Linked DNA regions of Gossypium hirsutum: all the other regions are linked to region 1. Evidence: chromatin contacts called from public Hi-C data. All regions are on one chromosome and are shown on one strand. Each heading gives the region's core, a stretch centred on a gene start, on an enhancer-like site or on the middle of the called end of the contact. The rest is flanking DNA. Distances are from core to core; before and after follow the strand shown. Region 1 holds the start of LOC107954504. Region 2 holds the start of LOC107954510 (ethylene-responsive transcription factor CRF5). Region 3 has its middle 30 kb from the start of LOC107956709.

Evidence for each region. A called contact is a pair of places that touch in the nucleus more often than the background predicts.
Region 2: a Hi-C map of leaf shows a contact between it and region 1, with 2.2 times the contacts expected there. The contact joins the promoter of LOC107954510 here to the promoter of LOC107954504 in region 1. A contact is called at or near these places in 2 of 34 Hi-C or Micro-C datasets (callus and leaf).
Region 3: a contact with region 1 is called in a Hi-C map of leaf, with 1.9 times the contacts expected there. The contact joins the enhancer-like site here to the promoter of LOC107954504 in region 1. A contact is called at or near these places in 4 of 34 Hi-C or Micro-C datasets (anther, hypocotyl and leaf).

The regions. Positions count from the first base shown.
Region 1 is chrD07:23,372,886-23,377,741 of Gossypium_hirsutum_v2.1, forward strand. LOC107954504 reads right to left here and starts at 2,782. Exons shown (of 6, transcript XM_016890090.2): 1 at 2,313-2,782; 2 at 1-2,048. The coding sequence starts at 1,696.
Region 2 is chrD07:23,560,803-23,565,658 of Gossypium_hirsutum_v2.1, forward strand. LOC107954510 (ethylene-responsive transcription factor CRF5) reads right to left here and starts at 2,525. Exons shown (of 1, transcript XM_016890096.2): 1 at 1,584-2,525. The coding sequence starts at 2,525. The coding sequence ends at 1,584.
Region 3 is chrD07:23,219,361-23,224,216 of Gossypium_hirsutum_v2.1, forward strand. It overlaps the pseudogene LOC121219155. Among protein-coding and RNA genes, the nearest start is that of LOC107956709, 30 kb to the left of the region's middle. Within about 2 kb of position 2,056, at least 7 of the 9 cell types and tissues checked have an H3K27ac peak or open chromatin away from gene starts, as enhancers often do. A contact at or near this core is called in hypocotyl and leaf, where this site is marked.

The DNA.
Region 1 (4,856 bases), core at 1,532-4,031:
TTGCAAAAAAAGATTCACCTCCTCTTGTCATTTTCGGTTGATCATCTTCTTCGATTCCATCCCTTGAATCTTGAGAAGTCTCGGTATTAGAGTACTCATTGAACGCCACCTCCATCTCGGTAGGTAATGATGCTTCTTTAAAAGAACTTTGTCTTGTGGTACCATTGTTTGACACAACGATCTCCTGATCAGAGTGATTACTATGATTTCCCTTTCCAAATCGGTTGACTGCACGATTGTTAGTAGAGTAATCAAAGTGCTCTTGAAGGGGTGAGCCTGCAGGTGGGGGAGCCAAAATGGATTTGATCGGTTGATCAATAGAATCCACCTCCTCTCTGTTTGGACTGTTTTCATCCTCAGAGATGCTTGGAGATGAAGAAAAAATACTTTGCATATCCCGAGCTTTGACTGAGTTCAAAGCCTTACCCATTGACAATGCATTAGATTCTCTATCCATTGACTGAAACTCATAACCCGAATGATCATAGTCATCAGATGAAAAGTTAGCAGATATTTGGTTCGCATGGCCATGGAAATGTGAGGAGCAATCCTTTGCAACTGCATTAGAGATATCATCAGCCTCCACAGAAATTTCCATCGCTTTTGCATGATCACGAATAACAAGCCTCTTGTTGGTGATGATAAAACTTATCACGGTAGAACAGGCTCCACACCGCACTTGCTGTTCATTTTTTACCATGAGCCGAAGTTTCCTGGGCATTTGTAGTAGTTCAAAGCAATTATAGCATGTTATAAATGGAGCACCACCAGCCATAGGACATAAACGGCGTCCACCACCGGCCAACACCATCCTTTGTGGACAGCCCTGAACACAACCACCTGTTTCTGAGTTAATGTCTCTTGGCAATCTAGCATGTGCTTGCGTACCATGTACATTCAATGGAGGAGGCATTGCAGTCCTAGAACCTAAAGTCATAGGGTTCTCAATATGGTATGTTGGATTATTAGGCATATCAGGAAATCTTCTATTGCCAAATGCAGAGGTCGGAACAGGAGCTGGAACTCGCTGATGTTTCTCGTAACAGTGAAAACAAGAACAAGAAGCATGATGCAACACTGAACTTTGCGGGTATGGCATGAATGGGTGATGATCACTTCCATTGTACTGTCTAGGAAAGTATGGATGTGGCGGCAGCTGTTGGTATTCCCCTGGCAACTGATGCGAGGTTCTTCCAAGCACTCGGGATCCAAATGCATTTCCATATGCAGGAACATGATTTGGATCAAGCATTGGAGGATGCAGTCCATGCGGAGTCATTGCATTCGCACCAGGATAAGCATACGATTCTGGAAATTGAGCAAAGTAAGAGGGTCCTGCCCTAGAACCATCTTTATCAGGTCCATAGAAAGGTAATGAAGGGTTTTGTGATGCGGAAGAACCATTTGGAAACCAGGAACCAACACCACCAAATGACTCTGGAGGAGCAACCCTCCCATCAAGTGGAACCTTATCTTTTGGTTTATCTACCACATTACAGGACCTACTAAGTTGCTCCTTTATCTCATCTAGCTCCCTCAGAAGCATAGCTCGATCTTCTTCGAGGAGAATTCTACCAGAACCATCCTGGTCAGTTTGAGCCTGCAACCCATAAGAAGCATCTAACTGGCGGTTTGATGGGCGTTCATCCGGATGGTCTTCGGTAACATCTCTTGGAATTCTCGGAAAACCCTCCATCTCTTCTTGCTTCCCAGCGTCCCAATCAGGAACGTCTCCCAGTATTTGTGATCCACCAGTATGCCCAAATTTGGAATCGAAAATCTCGTTTTCTGTTCCAGTTAAATTTACCACCTCATCCTTATTTGCACTAATATCATTACCTTTGTCAACACAGCATTTATCAGCAGGAAGTTTAGGTTCATTCCTAGTTGTATCACACTTCAAAGAGCCAGCGGTTGATTTACCACCCGCATCACATGAGTCTACTATACCCTTCTCCGAAAAATACGGAACTTGGTAGGAACTCGGCCGAGCCTGTCTTCTTCCCACTTCTCAGAGGAAGTTTCTGGTTCACAATTCTCAGTTTTTGCTGTTAATCAAACAACATTCCACTATCAATTTCATGCAAGAAATTATGCTCATTTGATTGCAAAAGGACCGAACTAAAACAGGAAACTGGAATCCAAAGCCTTAAATGATTTCAAACTACTATAATAAGCAAAATTTCAAGTTAACACAGATACATGACAGGGTGAGGGTAGAGACAAATTTGTGTCTCTTGCGTTCAACAACTTTCTCATCAACCAAACAAAAAAGTAGGAAAATAAAGAAAAATATAAAGAGAGAAAAGCACCTCGAAGAACAGCGCCGCAGCCACCACATTTGTAAACAGAATAATCTGTAAGTTCTGGAAGAAGGTTTTCGCACTTTGGACACAGAGCCAACCTTACTTTGGTTGACTCGGTCATTTTTTTTAAAGTCATTCAGAGCCCCAGCACGCCAAAATTATAGAAAACGACGTCACGCCAGAAGCAATTTACTTAAACCATTCCTTTTCTTTTAAGAGCTAAAATATCCCCCACGACTCTTGGCAACAGCCATCGGCATCAACAAACTCGCTTACTCATTTACTTATATGAAGCCAAATTTGGGAACCCAGAAATGGATAGGTAAGGAGGGAAAAAAAGAAAAGGAAGCTGAATTGACGGTTCTAATAAACTTTCCTTTTAAAAGCCAAGTTGCTGGGTGGTTGTTCTTGGTTTTCTCAGAGCAAACATATAAACAAAAGAAACCCAGATTACATGATAGTTTCCCAAAGTTGTATGAAAAATAAAGAATATTCATACTTTAAAAGAAAATGTTGATTAAACTATTATCTTTTAACCATGTTGCTAATGTGGAGGTTACGTGTTAAAAGATTTGGAGCTTTGAATTTTTCACACATTCAAGTTTTGAGTTTTTTATTAATTAAATAAATTACAGTAAATCTAATTCCAATATTTGATTTTTTTTGCCATTGTACGGCTTCTTGACTTTTTTTTTAAAGCTCGACTCCCTTGCATTATATGTATTATAATTTTTTATATCATTTATTTTTATGTTTTGAAATATTATAATCAATTTAAAAAAATCAAATTGATTGACTCGCAAACAAGTACGAATTGATTTTACTTATTTTTTATTTTTTTATATTTTATTTGACCAAATCCATTTCACAATAACTTAACTGGTTTGATCATCAATCCGGTTTTGAGTTTATTTGATACAAACAAAAAGTGAGATGCAAGAAATTAAGAGAAATACTCATTTTCAATCTTAATGCATAAAAATCAATAATTTTCTATCTTTTCTATAAAATACAACTATAAAAACAGAATTATATTTTCCATTTTCCATTTTTATCTTTCTACTTTTATTTTATTTCATTTGGCTCTACTAAGCATAAGACTAAGATAAAAAATTATGGTATTAAGGTTGTACAATTAATGCAACCAAAGAGAGAAGAAGAGGAAAAGCAGTGATTTGTCGGTCGTGAAGAGTGAAGGAAACTGTGAAAATCTATTTCAACTCTGACACATCTCATTGTTGTTTGCCCTTTAAAATATGCTTATAACAAATATTATACAGAATTATATTTACTTGATAGTGTTATTAACCCTTTTATATAGAATTTTTAATAAAATATTTGAAAATGATAAATGGACAATATTCAATAAAATGTTGAGTAGGTAAGCCATCATTTTATCAATTTTTTTGTATTTCTATTTTAATATTTGAAAATTTAATAATAACTGAAAATAATTTCATGAATAGTTCAATTATTTAATATAGCAGAAGTCAGTCAGCTAAACCAGGGGATGTGGTCCCATGCTTACTTAAACGTAATAATGGAAAGTTTTGGCACAAGCTTCTTTTATTTTCCCATTACTTTTATAAGGGACAGGGGAGAGGGGGTCGTCCTTTCGTCTTGTTTTTCTTTTGGGAAATAAATGAAACATTGGTGGGAAAGGGCAGTCGGCATGGAGGGGTTTCACTTTTTAACTATGGATGATGATAGTGATTAATCGCGTGTGTTTTGAGTTGAGTGCAAGAGGTCGAGTTTTAACGGCAGCAATTAGAAGGACGGTGGGGCTTTTAACGTGAAGTTTGGTTTACGTGTAAGTACTAAATAATATAATTAATAAAGAGGTTGGAACTAGGCTTAACAATTAATGTCCACCGCACAACATAACTATTCAATATTAATCACAAATTTAATACAATGTCACTTATGTTCTTCCATTTAAATTAATCTACCTCTACGGTCGCGGATCAAATTCCGTAATCATTGCACACAAAATGTTTCATAGAGGTTAACTTATTAAATGGGGTTCATTTGATCCGTTTAAACTAGCTCAATTCATGGAACTCATGAAAAGTCTTATCTACTTAAACTTTGGTGGGTCCAATGAAATACTCCAGTAAAATTAGAGTTACCAAGGTAATTTATGTAAATATTAAGGGATAGATATATATAGGGTTTAAATCCCTTAGGACACTCACCTTGTAAATAGACACAAATTTCAACCGTTGACGTAATTCGATCTGTACCATTGGTTTGGAGGAGAGCTCAACTATCAATAGAAGCCTTCCCTTCATTTGTAATCACTTAATTGTAATCATTCATAGTAATTTAATACTATTGAGAGCATTTACTCAAACACTTTATGTGTACTATTTTTTTGTGGTTTTCCTGTTCATTCATTGCTGTTTCGTTTCGAGTTTGCTTCCCTTCTACTTTGATGCCTTAGAGAATTTCAACAAGAATTCTCATTTCTCAAGTGTTAGGCTAACTTTGCGGACTTGAATCCAAGAAATCGCTTAAGGCCGTGTGGTTTGCCAGGCTAAAGTTCTAGGC
Region 2 (4,856 bases), core at 1,275-3,774, 190 kb after region 1:
GGGGGGCCACCACCTCAAAGTCAAACTAAACTTTGCATCGCTATGTCGCTGTTAGTATACATTTAAACCAGACGTAAAAAGAAGAAATGAACATCAGTATTCAGCGAGAAGAGTCGACTATTGGGCTACCAGTAATCCAGAGCTTCAGCTTGCAAGTGGGTCTGCTTACCGACAGCAGTCCAGCAGAGGCTGATATTAGCCGTGATTTTTGAAACCACCTTTGCTGCTATCTTTGTTCATCATAATTAAATAATCCCCAAAAGCCTGCAATCCACGAACCACCTTTTGTAACAAATCGATTTTTGACTGAAAAAAAAAAGATACTTGTCGTTACCGGAGATTCAAGCATGCCGGGATATATCACCTGAAAATGCCAAGGCCTAACCCTAGTGTGCAGGTAGCCCTATGGCTCTACGACAACCCTTTCCAAGACGTTTTTAGTATCGTGTCAAGACTTTTTTATGTATTTCTAGAGGCTGGTTGGCTCAGCCTTGGGGACAGGGCAAAGCGAGGGCAGAATCGTGTCTAAAGATCCCACCAGGGTCAATCTCTGTGGGGCCGACGTATCATTTATTTTCCAAAGGATTCAAAATCAACTTTGTCAAGTGGATGGAATTGGGTCCTCTAAACGAGAGTCCCATGGGGCATCTCGCACTTGTCTGTTTTCTCAACTCAAGATAATGTCCTTATCAATTGAAGTCACTGTTATACTGTTCCAAGGCAACCCAAAAACATCCCCAAAACAAAGAAGTGCCTCTTAATATGGAACATAACGTGTCTCTCTTGCTCTCTTTCATTATTTTCATATATAAGAAAAAAAATCCTTCTTAGAATCGTAGTTGGCATATTTTTTTAACCTTGATGGTGAAATCAGAGCACGAGAACTTGTCAATGAAAGAAACATAACTACTACTTCTTTTAAGACGATCAAATAGTAAATTTTTCCAAAGGGTCATTTTACTTTCTTTTTTTTCCCCTTTTGTTTGATGGAAAACCAAACAGGGGGAACAAGTGGCATGGAATATGAATGGCATGCTTAAAAAGAATGGCTCTTAACAAAACTCAAACGAGTTCATGGCTAACAAGTGTCTAAGGTGGCAAACCGTTGAACGTGGGTACCCAACTTTAGCTTAACTTGGCAGCCTTTTGAGTCCCGCGCCAATGCACCCATTAAAGATTAAAAAAATATCTCACCGACCCCATCAATTACCCGGACAAGAAAAAGAAGTAAAGCAATGAATTCAATAACCCGAAACAAAATAAATTTAAGATTTTTTACTTTCTTTTTAAACAAAAGACATAACGGCAAAGCACGCTTCCTGGCATACAAACAACGACCATGCCAATTGAAACGCACACCAAACCTGTTCATATCCACAAAAAAGAAGCCTTAAAAGAAACCAAGAATTTACATGTTTACTTGGCATTTCTTTACACACTGTAGCAGCAGTAGAGAAACACATCTAGAAAAAGGTATCCAAAATTCCACTCGGAATTTACCATAAAATTACGCACGGCAAAAAAGTATATACCAGCAACTCAGGTAAACATGGGCAGCAACAAGAGCCAAAACTACTCTGATCTTAATAGTAGTTATCCACATCCCAGGAACAAGACCCGAAATCAACATCCAATTGAATAGAAATATCACCATAATCATGTTCCAAATTGCTGCTTGCTTCCGGTAAACTCAGTTCATCAAAAAATATGGGTGTAGGGTTATCAGAATCCAAGTAATCATATAAAACCACTGGATCTGTTAACAAAAACTCGTCTAATAAGTTACTTGGGTATTGAGAGAGTTCCTTAACAGGGCTCCACCCAGTTTGTGTTGTTGAGTCATCTTTGGACTCGGTTTGAAGTTCAGTTTCTTCATTCGACTGAAATCTCAGAACAGAAGTTGGTGAACAGAGTGAGTGAGATTCTTGGCCAGAATCATACCCGGAAGTCATTTCAAGTTCAATCTCAGGTGGGGAGGGTCTGGCAGGAGGCTTTATAAAGTTGGTGAGAGCGTCAGGGCCTTTGATTCGAATCGCGGCTCTGTCATAAACCAAAGCAGCTTCTTGAGCCGTATCATAAGTGCCAAGCCAGACCCTGGTTCGACTTGTCGGGTCTCTGATCTCAGCAGCCCATCTTCCCCACGGCCTTTGTCGAACCCCACGGTACTTGACGCCGTTAGACAAACATTGCTGCTGCTGCTGCTGCGGTTGTTGCTTCTTTGATCTGATATTGACAAGATTGGTCTTATTGTTAGTCGGTCTGTTTTGCTTGTTTGATGGCTTGTTGGAATTGAATGTAGAACAATCTCCGATCCTGATTTCGCTAACATGCCTTTTCACTGTGTGATGTCTCTCCTGCTCGCTTTCATCGCTAGAAGAATCGGTGGCATCGCCATCGGTGACAGAAATCCTGACGATCCTAGGGGCTTTGGGCTTGGACTCCATGGGAAACCACTTGCTCGATGCCTTGAGTAGCTTATTAGTAACAGTTCTTCGCTCTGTGTATTTCACCCTCCCTGGATTCATTTCCAGGTGGTTAACATAAAGAAAAACGGGGATTCTGTTTTCGAGAGAGAGAAGAAAAAAGAAACTAAAACTTTGGCGGAGAGTAAAATCAAAAGGCGAGATACTGGAAAGGAACAGGAGAGTTTGAGTTGAAAGGAAGAGTGAAAATAGCAAGAATCGCTGTTTTGTAGGGGTATCCTCCATAAAACTACCTTATTTATTTCTCTTAACAATCAAAATTAGCGAACAGGTGACTTGCTGCTTCTCACTGTAATGACACGTGTCCTAAACTTCCCTCCAAATGTGCTGGGTCCTCCTATTCTGCTTGGTCCCCAAGCAACAAAAGCCTCACACGCTCTAATGCCCGCCGTGTCCTACACGCTTCAACTGCATTGGATGCTTGTCCTCAATTATGATATTTGATTGGCTGTTGGAGGTATATACTGCAGAATTTAAATTTATGATTGATAAAAATAAAAGATTTTAAATATTGTAAAGTAGGCAGACAAAAAATAAAAAAGATAAATAAGAAATGTAAAATTAGAATCTCAGGATTTTCATTCTATTTGTCCAAAAATAATGGATTGGCCCAAAATTTCTGTTGGAAAAAATCTTTTTTTCTTTTCGGTGGCAGTTGACTAGGAAATAAAACAAAGATTGGGTGATTCTCTTACTATAAATATAATTAGTATTATTTAGATTCCATTGAAAGAAAATTAAGCGACAACCAAGTTTACAATTAGAAATGTAAAGTTGGAGAGAAAAAGCATGAGTGGGTAGGTAGGTAGAAAACATAAATAATAAGAAATAAGTTCTATATTCAAAGATTTATTTTTATGCTCTCATTTTCTTCACACCTAAACAATTATGTGGTGGGCTTTCCTTCATTTTATGGGCCTCCAAGTCAAGCAAGAATGAGTCACTCGCCCCAAGGAATTCACCAAAATACACTTATAAATCCACATCTGCTTATTTGATTAGTTGGATTAGTGATATATAATAAAAATATATAACTTATTATAAATTGTTAAAAGATAAAAATAAAAAAAAATTGTGGTTGTTGGAATCAGACTGGTTAGATCAAGAATCGACCGATATATTTATTTGAAAAAAAAGAGTTAAATCAACTTTTATGCAAATCTCTCAAAATAGGCTAAAAACTGGTTGAACATATAGTTGAATTGGTTTTCTCCTTTTTGATATGTATTTTTTTTTAAAATTATAAATTTTTAAATAATTTATTTAAATAAAATTAGCTCGACTGGTTGAACCAAGGATCGGTGCTTTGACTAGTTTGATCATTGATCTAGTTTTAAAAACCTTGCAAAAGAAAAACAAGGGTTCAACCAATTATGGATTTTTTATAATTTTTTATTTAATTATTGATGAATCAATGATTGAATTAATAATAAATTACGTTACTGGTTCGACCACTAATCTAATTTTTAAAATATTGTTCCACTCTTCATATAGAATTACAAATCAATCGTGTTTAAACCAACTAACTTTTATTTATATTGGTTTGAAACAACAAATTTAAATAAATCAAGTTTCAATATGCAATTTTTTAATAAAAATTAAATATAAAAGAGATGAAAATCTAATTAATAATAAAAAACTGTTGTATATTTTTTTTTACAAAGCAGGAACAATTAAGGACAAGAGAAGCTAATGAAAGCTTTAGAGGCATTCAAAGCTATTGTCTCATCTCTTTACTAAGCTCTCTGTTATTCATTGGTTGATGTCTAAAGTTGATGTCTTGAAGGAGAAGTTTGACATCACCAAATGCTAGTTGAAGCTTCCATCTTGATTTAATATGTCCCTAAATTATGTTGATCTATCTCTTGCTATCATCCTGTAGCCTACAAAGAAAAAATAATATTATGAGATTTAAGCATAAAAAGGATAGCTCGAAAGGTGAGAATTTTGGCTAGCAGTTTGCTTGAGAATTTGAAGCTACGAACTCTAAAAAGTTGGAAGTCGTTGGAATTTTGAGTAATGGTTGCTCTTTTGATCATGGTGTTATAACAATTTTAACTTATGCATAAACATAAAGTCCAAGTTGTTAGGGTTGTCATAGAGATTTAAGAAATGAGTAGATAATCAATTGGTGAAGATAAAAAATCATTTTGATAGCAGCAATGGGATTTTGGTCTGAGCTTCTAAATATAAACTTATTTCTAGATTTCTAAATGATCCACAAGGTAGAGGCCCAAATGCGTAGAAAATCCTAGGTTCTTGAGAGTTAAGATCCTTACCCTAGAGCCATTGCAGGATCTAGTCAACGATGGGTTGATTATCAAAAGAGTAAGTGTGAAGAACCAAACCACCCTTTCCAAATTGCATGTAAGG
Region 3 (4,856 bases), core at 806-3,305, 150 kb before region 1:
AATGCAAAAGTCAAAGACTAGAAGTTTTCTGGTTTAAAAGTTCAAGTACATCTTAGACTCAATTAACATCCTGCAAAGTTCAAGATAGACCCGTGGCGTGCTCGACAATTAAGGCATTGTGGAAATATGAGTCAAGGTAGAGATTTATAGAGTATGCCTCGCATTTTGATCAAATTAAAACACAAATAGATAAATACGTTACGACGAAGAGCCATGTGATGTCACGACGACGCGATGATGAAACATGGGAGAAGAAGAAATGACGTTGCAACGACACAATAGGGGACATCGCGACATTGCGACGTGTCATGTAGTTTTCTCAATTTTCTTCTTCGAGTCGAATTCTAATTATTTGTCCCAATCGAACTCTGATTAGTGTTGATTATTTCAAGATTATTTGAGCAACAAATTTAGTCTATAAATGACCCTTTTCTACCATAGAAAGAAAAACCCATAACACATTTAAGTATTAGCTTTTAAAAGCTTTCAGAGAATTTTATGTTTAAGTTTTAAGAGTTCTTATATTTAGGTTTTAGGGTTTAGTTTTTATCTCTATTTTTATACTCTTCATTTTTGTCAATTTAGTGAAATTATCTTTGCCCGTAGTTTTTTATCCTCTTTAAAAAAAATTTTCCATGTAAAATTTGTGAGTTCAATTTTTTCAATTTCTTCATTATTTTTCTTATTCGTTGTTTACACGGATTTTTTCCCAACAAAAACTAGTATACTATGTTTAAATGTGTTTTTATACTTATTTTGCAGTTAAATAATCTATTATTTTAATTTAGGAAATTGTTAGCAAGCCATTTCAGGTGTATAAACATCAAGTAAACAACACTTGGTCAAATAATGTTTACAATATATTTTTCTTTAGTTGTTTTTATTCATTTTGCAGTTAAATAATCTATTATTTTAATTTAGGAAATTGTTAGCAAGCCATTTCAGGTGTATAAACATCAAGTAAACAACATTTGGTCAAATAATGTTTACAATATATTTTTCTTTAGTTGTTTTTATTCAGTTGAGTTTCCTATTTTGAAGGAGGGTGTTTCTCCACTTTAGTTCTGCAGTGTATTTTTCTGCAATTCAGTTGGGCGATTATATTTCCTTAAAGAGCAGTTTCTCTTATATGTAAATGAGCAAGGAAGTTAATAGACTGTTTTATGCTTGAGAATTTATCAAATTCCCGGACAATATGCAACCATAGGTAGAAAGAAGAAAAACCCCTTATCCCTTTCATTTTCTCAACCCATTCCTTCATTCAGTTGACCCATAACTAGATCCAGTTCTAAGGACCATAACATTTTGGATTCAAAGCCAAGAGTCACAGGTGACATCATATAATAGGACAAAATTCTCCATTTTTGCCATGAAGAGCAATAGAAGCAAATTTGGCAGCTATTACCCAAGACTTGGGGAATGCTAAACAGGCAACATCATCAGCAGGGGCAAAAAGTTATAGTATTACACGAAAAGATAAAGGTCTAGTAAGAATTACGAGTTCAAATTTTTCGGAGGAAGCAGTCTTGTTCCCAAATTCACAAAGTTAGGTTTTTCACATTTTGATGGACAAGAAGATCCTTTGAGATTGGTTAGTAGGTGTAGACATTTTTCCCACAATCAACTGACGTTGGAAGAGGAGAAACTAGGCTTAGCTTCTTTTCACTTGGAAGGTACAACTCTAGGAAGCACGGACATGGTTCATCCCTCCTCGTACCGGTTTCGTACGTGTGTCCAACACGGACACTCGTCGGACACGCCCCGATACATACGGAACATGCCAGAATACATCAAGAAAAAAAGGAGGTCGGACAAGTTCCCGACATGGGTGTCTAAAAATGGAAATATGACAGACGCAAGAAAATTAGATGGTGGCTGACGACGGCGGCTGAAATTTTGATGAAATGTTGGCTTTTGAGGGATTGAAGGTTGGAGAACAGAGGTGTTTACAAAATGGTGTCCCTGAGTTTGCAAGAATACAGATGGAGAGGGATAGAAGAGGTCTGAGTCACTGGGGCTCTCTGGATGGATGTGTAAGTTTTGGGTAGAGGAAGAGACGAAGGTAGTCGAAGGGTCTGTTGAAAACTTGGAAATGAAGAAGAGATAAGCACAGAGGGGTTTTTCCAAGAACTTGTTGCTTTTCTGGAACTGTGCCTTTAGATTTTTTCAGCTGAAACTAGGAAGTTTCTAGAGTACCCTCTATTATTTAGTTGGATAAAAGCTTGTTTTCGGGCCTTTTATGACTGTTCTATTTTGGGCTTTATTTGATTTGAATAAAATTTCAGTTTCTATTAAAAAAATAGTAAAATAAAATATCAATATTTTCATTTGCATCAAGTATTTTAACATAAAAAAAGTATAAAAATATGAAAAATATTTTTTTATTTTCGTATCTTGTCATATCCGTATCTTCATATTTTAAAAATTACCATGTCGCCATGTTCGTATCGTATCATACCCGTATTGCGTGTCCGTGTCCATGCTTCACAGTTACGACTCAATTATAGTTTCTAAAATGGTGAATGACACATCTAATCCTACATGAGATGAATTTAAAACTCAGTGCTGCCTTTTTTTTTTTTGGACCTCCAATCCAGTGAAACAATTGGAAGAATTGGCGAAACATAAACAAACCAGCATAGTGGTTAATTATCAAACGAATTTGAGGTCCTTGTGTCCTGAGTCGGAATTTTTTACACAAGACTAGAAAATTAAACTTTTATCTTTGTGGGTTGCAAGAATACATTGCAATCAAGGTGGAGCTTCATCAGCCTAACGACTTGGTAACTGCCATAAGTATGTCAAGGCTGTATGAATGCAAGTTATTCTCCCGAACAAGCTACTTGGATAGTAGACGAGCTCCTACTACCATTGAAATTAAAAACAATAGATTAATTAAAAGGCTGACTCGAGAAGAGATGGAGGATAGAAGAAGATGGGGACTTTGCTTTAATTGTGATGAAACTTTTTTTTTCATGGGCATCAATGCAGAAAATTATTTTGAATAGATCTAGTAGAAGAAGAGTTACTTGACCAACAAGACCAAGAGCAACCTCCAAAACTTCATTAAATGTCATCATGGGAATTAAAAGTCTACAAACCATGCGATTCGAAGGGATTTGGAATGGAAGCATAGTTCTTGTCCTCATCGACTAGTAGTACCCATGGCTTTGTCCCGTCTTCTGTGGTGGAGGAATTAAGGGGAGCGCAGTTCTTTCCCGAGATGGATTTGTTGTCTAGGTATCACCAAGTGCGCATGTATCCATCGAATGTTGAGAAAACGACATTACCTAGACATCATGGCCATTTTGAATTTTTGTTCATGCCATTCAACCTTACAAATGATCCTTCTATTTTGCAAGTGTTGATGAATGAGATATTTTATCCATACTTAAGGAAACTTGTGGTGGTGTTTTTTTTGACATTCTTGTTTTTAGTAGAACTTGGGCGGAGCATTTCCATCATCTCCGGTTGGTTTTTTAGCTCTTGACAACTAATAAATTATTTCTCAAAAAAATTCAAGTGCTCTTTTGTTAAAAAATTGATTGCATATTTGGGTCATATAATCACGCCACAAGGAGTTCAAGCTGATGCGTTGAAGATTTCAGCAATCTTAAATTGGCCCAACCAGCAACAATTAGGGGATTACATGGTTTTCTAGGGTTCACGGGCTATTATCACAAATTTGTTCCCAACTATGGACTAATATCAGCTCCACTCATAGTAATGTTGAGGAAAAAATCCATTCTAATGGACTGAAGAATCAATTGCAGCATTTGAAAAACTAAAGATAGTTATGAAAACTACACTAGTGCTTACTCTTAACTGATTTTCACAAGCCATTTTCCGTTGAATGCGATGCATTAGATTTGGAATAGGTGTGGTTTTATTACAACAAACCCAACTCATTGCATACTTTAGTGTCCATGGCGGCTTAACATTGCAATTTTCTAGCTTATGAAAAAGAACTTGTTGGTTTGGTTAAAGCTATAGCTCACCTGTGTTCTTCCGTTTGGGATAGAGCATTCATTGTTAGAATCAATCACTACAACTTCAATTTTGTTTTTGTTGGAACAAAAGTCTCTCTCTCCATCTCAACAACATTAGTTTAGCAAGCTATTAGGGTTCTCTTTTATAGTGGAATATAAGGTTGGTCGTCAAAATACATTAGTCAGTGCTCTATCACACCGGGATATGATCACTCAGTTCTCATGGTAGTTTCCATGCCGCAATTAACTATTTTTGATGAAATTCAACGAGAACAACGGGACTCTAATGAAGTACAACAGTTAATTTCTCATATAGTTGAGGGCAAAGCAACTGATTTTTGACAATTCAAACATGGGCTTTTGTTTTACAAAAATAGAGTTTATCTCCTTAAAAATTCTCCCTCTATTCAAATGGTGGTGGTTGCCTAACATAACCAAGGACATGAAGGCTATCAAAACACGCTGTACTGAATTTCCCGTACTTTTATTGGAAAGTTATGAATAACTTTTTACGTGAATTTGTTTAAGCTTGTAGCATCTGTCAGCAACACAAATACGATACATTGCAACCAGCTGGGTTACTCCAAATTCTGCCAACTCCTACACACATATGGGCTGACATCTCTTTAGATTTTTTTAATGGGTTATTGAAATCGAAGGGCAAAAATATGTTGGTGATGGTAGTAGATAGATTCTCAAAATAAGTCATTTCATACCACTTTCCCACCCTTATACAACTTTAAGTGTGGCACATTTGTTCTTTGATCTTGTTTTTAAATTACATGGGTTGCCGGAAACTATGATCAATGACCATGATGTTATCTTCGCCCGTTCATTTTGGAAGGAGTTACTTCGGTTGAATGGGAC